Linked DNA regions of Sus scrofa: region 2 is linked to region 1. The links are chromatin contacts, called in public Hi-C maps. All regions are on one chromosome and are shown on one strand. The core of a region is the stretch at or near the end of the contact, and the rest is flanking DNA. Distances in the headings are between cores, read along the strand shown. Region 1 holds the start of LOC100049687 (ADAM3b). Region 2 holds the start of TM2D2 (TM2 domain containing 2).

The links. Hi-C and Micro-C count contacts between places; a contact is called where the count stands out from the background.
Region 2: a Hi-C map of brain shows a contact between it and region 1, with 4 times the contacts expected there. The contact joins the promoter of TM2D2 here to the promoter of LOC100049687 in region 1. A contact is called at or near these places in 1 of 47 Hi-C or Micro-C datasets (brain) and 1 of 2 datasets of contacts at active chromatin or transcription factors (alveolar macrophages).

Annotation. Positions count from the first base shown.
Region 1 is chr15:47,103,286-47,105,985 of Sscrofa11.1, forward strand. It overlaps LOC100049687 (ADAM3b), which reads left to right and starts at 1,319. Exons shown (of 20, transcript NM_001098595.1): 1 at 1,319-1,376; 2 at 1,915-1,997. The coding sequence starts at 1,319.
Region 2 is chr15:47,600,643-47,603,342 of Sscrofa11.1, forward strand. It overlaps TM2D2 (TM2 domain containing 2), which reads left to right and starts at 1,298. Exons shown (of 4, transcript NM_001244627.1): 1 at 1,298-1,614; 2 at 2,374-2,461. The coding sequence starts at 1,388. ADAM9 (disintegrin and metalloproteinase domain-containing protein 9) reads right to left here and starts at 1,080. Exons shown (of 22, transcript XM_001925664.5): 1 at 728-1,080. The coding sequence starts at 824.

The sequences.
Region 1 (2,700 bases), core at 69-2,568:
GGAAATTCTATACCCATTAAGCAAGAACTCTCCATTTCTTCCTTTCCCAAATAGTGACAATCACCATTTGTAGTTTCTGTCCCTAGCAATATCACTAATGAGGTACCTTATGTTAGTGGACTCATAAAAGTTTGTTTTTTTTTTATTAGCTTATTTCACTTAGCATAATGTCCTCAAAGTTCATCCGTGTAATAGCATGTGTCAGAATTTTCTTCTCTTTTAAGGTTGAATGGTGTTCCATTGCATATATAAACCACATTTTGCTCATCTATTTATGTTTATGGTTGCTTCTACCTTTCAGCTCCTGCGAATAAAGCTGTGATGAATATTGGTGTGCAAATATTTTTTTCGTGAATCTTCCTTTGATTATGTTGGCTAATGCCCAGAATATTAACAAAGTAAAAGGAAACCCCAAATGGGAGGAAATTTTTTCTAAGAAACAAACCTATAAGAGAGGAATTGAAAATTGATTTTTTTTTTTTTTTTTTTTGGTCGTTTTGCTATTTCTTGAGCCGCTCCCGCGGCATATGGAGATTCCCAGGCTAGGGGTCTAATCGGAGCTGTTGACGCCAGCCTAAGCCAGAGCCACAGCAACGCGGGATCCGAGCCGCGTCTGCAACCTACACCACAGCTCACGGCAACGCTGGATCGTTAACCCATTGAGCAAGGCCAGGGACCGAACCCGCAACCTCATGGTTCCTAGTCGGATTCCTTAACCACTGCGCCACGACGGGAACTCCTGAAAATTGATTTTTTAGGGTCTGTTTCCTTTGTGTGTGTGTGTGTGTGTTTTGACCTGAAACTTAAAAAAGACATCTGACAGTATATATTGTTAAAATAGGCAACTGCCCGCTAATAAACATATAGTGAACTCTATTTTCTTCCTCCATTACATTCAGCCATCGCACCAGAAGGCCATGATATGGACTCTTAATATCCCTAAGCCCTCCACCAGCAAATGGCTTATATGCAGAGGAGAAAGTGCTCTTTATAAAACTTAGGTTACTCCCAGAACGGGTTAAAACATCAAGTTTTTGGAAACACAGCATAATTAGGCAGGAAGCAGGGCTCTCCTGTGCCAGCCACACGCAGCAGGCCTCTGGGGGGCGCCAGAAGCCTGAGGCTGGGGCATCCGGGACGGAAGCTGGGGCGGGGCCTGACCTGCAGCCACATCCCCAGCAACCCCGCCCCCCGCCACTCCGCTTCCACCCCCCACCCCCGCCCCCCGAGTCCGGACCTAGAGCCTCGGGCCCCTCGAGCCAGCTGCTGCAGTTTCCAGTCAACCGCCATCTCTATGGCGAGGCCGGCGGGCCACGCAATGCTATCTGTCCTGCTGATTCTCTCAGGGCTGGGCCAGCTGACATCCGCCGGCCGTCGTAAGTGAGGACACTGCAGGACAGGAGGAGGGCCGGGCGCAGTGCCCCTTCGCGTAGGCGGGGCGGCGTGGCCCTCCTGGCCCCAGAAGCCCAGGCTAGGCTTGGGGGGAGACCATGGTCGGGTCAGAGACCGCCCAGTTTCAGGGTCCTGCTAGGCCTCCTGGTCAGGGGGCTCAGAGCACGCCTGGGACGGTTGTCCCTCACTTCTTGACCCTGCCGGGAAGGAGCGGGCGTCCGCCTTCTAGCTGGTGGGGGAAGGAGGGAGCCTGAAGGGATCCCCGGGACAGCCCTTCTTCACATACTCAGGGCTGAGGTCCAGGGCTGAGTGGGAAGTAATAACACTCCCACTTCCAGAGCAGCCTCTTCCTGGAATCCCGCAGAGGAAGATTCTGTGGTGTGCGCGCATGCGTGTCTGTGTAAGTGTGTACACGCGCGCAGGGGCTTGGAAGGTCCAAGACTGACCTGATGGGACAGAAAAGGGTAAGGATGCTGGCATGGCGGGGAATTCTCACACTCACACCTGTTTTCCTTACCGCAGACTCTGTAACATCACTTCTGCAAATTACAGTGCCGCAGAAGATTGTGAAAGACACCAAGGACGGCAGGGCTTCAGACACGAATGTAATTAAGAAATCACTTTAAAAATTTGAGGGTTCTATATTTACTGGACTGCAAGACTCAAGTCAGTTCATCCCTTCATGGAATTTTGTGTTCTAAATGAATGTTCAAGTGACATTTTGTCTGAGGGGAGAGCAAGTGTTTTGTTTTGTGTTCCTTACCCAAGTAATAGATGAACATTACAAAACAATTTTAAAACAGTGACTCAGAAAAAAAAAAAAAAAATACCAGAATTCCTGGCCAATGGGTGGCCAGTATATACCAATGACATATATAATCTAATATATTTTTTTCTAGAAAAGATGTGCATTTAAAAATATATTCCTTGGTAGTGGGGTCATTCTGACATTCACCTTGTAACAGTATGACAATATATAAAGTGACAATATATAAAGAATATCTTCCTGCTTTTATTTATATATGCATGTGCACATATAAATCTTAGTAAAAATGAAAGTAATGTTATTTTTGATCTGATTAAATTAGTAAAGCATATATTTGGTAAAATTAAAACTAGACAGTGCAGAGAGTTGTTGAGTCTGCTCATTTCCTCATTTTCCAAGTGTTATCCACCTCATTTTCCAAAGGCAGTCAATTTGAATGAAGTTTCAGAGATGTGCCTACACACATGCACATGTATTTTTTTTTAATTGCCTGGCTTTTCTTGTTTTTTATTTTCTTAAGTTTGGCCGGCCTGTGCCACAGC
Region 2 (2,700 bases), core at 48-2,547, 500 kb after region 1:
AGTTTCACAAATCAAAAGCGATTTCACATAAATGATTTAAATCGTACTGTAATCCTGTGAGTTAAGGAGAGCAGGGATTATCTATCCGGATTTGAGACTTTACCAACCCAGTAAAAACGAAGATAAAAGACTGGCTGCAGAAATGTAGCGCTTTGTTTCCAAAAAAGAAGTATTCTTACTACAATAACAAACTGGTCAAAGAAAAAATAAGCAACCCCCCCCCTTAATTAATGCTGAATTTAGCTTCGTACCTATTGGTCCGCTAATAAAATGAATATCAACATTTCAAATCATGACCTGGAGCAAAAAGTTCCATCTCCCGGTCTCTCCCAGCGACATTTACTCCACAAGCAAGATCAAGCTCCATTTCTCAAATCCTCCGCGCGCACTCAGCCTCCAAGGCTCCCATCCGAGTCTCCGAGGTCAGGTCCGGATCCAGAAGGGTGTGGGGGGCCCAGTTATGCCCGAGATGGGGGTAGGGGTCACTGCAAAAGGCTCTGCCCAGGAGATGAGGAACGGACCGAGAACAGTGCCATGAAGGGGTCTGGGGCGCCAGACCACGAGCCTCGGGTCCGAGCTCTGTACACACAGCTGAGCGGCTCCGCCTCCCGACTCGGGGTCCAGTCCCCAGGACAGGCCCCTCCAGTCCCAGGCACCACGGGGTAACTCCGAGCATCCCAGCCCTAGGAAACCAAAATCCAAAAGGTCCCTGGGGGCGGACACCCACCTGACCGAGCCGCACCGAGGGCTGGGCTCACCAAGCCCAAGAACAGCAGCCACTGGAAGCCGAGGGACCCAGAAAGCGAACCCGCGCCCAATCCCATCTTGGCCAAGTCCGCAGCGTCCCCTCAACACTCGGTCGCGCCAGCCTCCGCCCGCTTCACCATTTCCCAGCCCTGCGGGGGCCCCAGAGGTGGCAGCGCCGCGCGCGCTCGGCACTGACGCAACTCGGCTCCGGTCCGAGCTCGCGCCCGTCGCGGCGCAAGCTCCACTGACGTAGGAAGCGATCGGTTCCCTGCGGGAGAATGGGGTTTCTATCTGGCCCCTAAGACCCGCACTAGTCTGCCCCGCCCACCACTTTCCGCCCACCTCCCGCTGGCCCGCCTACTCCGGGCGTCGAAGAAACCCATTGGAGGAAGCAAAAGAAGGTGGCCGGTGAAACCCAGAACCGGAATTGGGAGGCCGAGAAGCGGCTCAGCCCCGCCCCCTGCGCAGCCTTCTATGATTGGTTGGCGGGGTTGGGCGGAGCGTCAAGATACGTTCCCATTGGCTGTATGGAGGTGAGGAACAGAGCTGCGCGGAGAGGCCTGACCTGGAGGGGCTCAGGTCGGCGGTGCTGGCCTGGGGTTTCGGTAGATACCGGGTCTCAGCTACTGGGCCCGGGAAGATGGTTCTAGGTGGTTGCCCGGTGAGTTACTTACTCCTGTGCGGCCAGGCGGCATTGCTGCTGGGGAATCTGCTTCTGCTGCATTGTGTCTCTCGGAGCCACTCGCACAACACCACGGCGGAGCCCGAGTTCACAACGGCAGGCGCCGCCCAGCTGGAGGGCTCCACCGGCGCCTTGAGCTGGGAATATGGCGACCCCCAATCTCCAGTCATCCTTTGCTCTTACCTGTAAGCAGTCGTCGAGGCGGGTGGAGATGGAGATGGGGCCTGGGATACATGGGTGTTGTGCGAGGGGGGGGGGGAGGAGCTGCCTTTTTTCCCCAGACCCTCCCCACCTGAAGGTAAATATCATGACAGGCTTCTCTTACTCCTCTCATCCACGCAGGGAAAACCCTGTGTGTAGGTGACAGATCCTCTGGGATCCCCAAAGAGAACTAGGGAGGAGTGACATCATATAGCCGCCGCAACAAGGGTACGAGGCTGTGGCTTCTCTATCCTGCTCTCCTTACCCGAGGAGACTCCATCACAAGACACAAAGTAAATGACTTGTCCCTACAAGGCACTTTCTTTAAAAAAAAAAAAAAAAATCAATATTCTTACTATTGCAGAAACAAGTCAAAAAGTTTAACATATCTTTTGAGTCAAATAAGCAAAGGCGTTTGGGAAAGGCAGAGAGATCAGGGAATCCTTTGGCTTCAATTTTTCTCCCCATAGCCTCATAGAAAGAGGAAGCCTTGGCAGAAGTAGAATCGGTGTAGAAATAGGACCGGAAACACCCCCCTGCTTCAGGCACAGGGTCCTTTGAATGGCTATTAGACCTGCTGTGCTTCGGCCAAATTGACACGATCTCTCATCTTGGGGAAGAGTCAGAATGAAATTAAACGATAGAAACTTGAGGAAATGTCTCTCGCCTGTTTCGATACTATACCTGTAGCCAGCCATTGCACAGACCTTAATGATGGTGATGCTCTTACTGGTGATTTACAGACCCGATGAATTTATAGAATGTGAAGACCCAGTGGATCATGTTGGAAATGCAACAGCATCCCAGGAACTTGGTTATGGTTGTCTCAAGGTAGGTTTTTTCGGTTTTTTTAATAAGCAAATCAGTGCAGGCTAAGTGCTAGTACTGAAAAGTAAGGGTTATGAAATTACCCTTTTGTAAAATTCATTTTGTAAAAGACTGTTCCTGGAAATTTCCAGCATGGCCAGGGTCAGTTGCTGAATAAGACATTTTGTTTCCTCTGGAAGAAGCAGTCTCTGGACCCAAACTACCCAGGTACAAAGACGCACCTGTCTTTCGTTCCTTTGGCC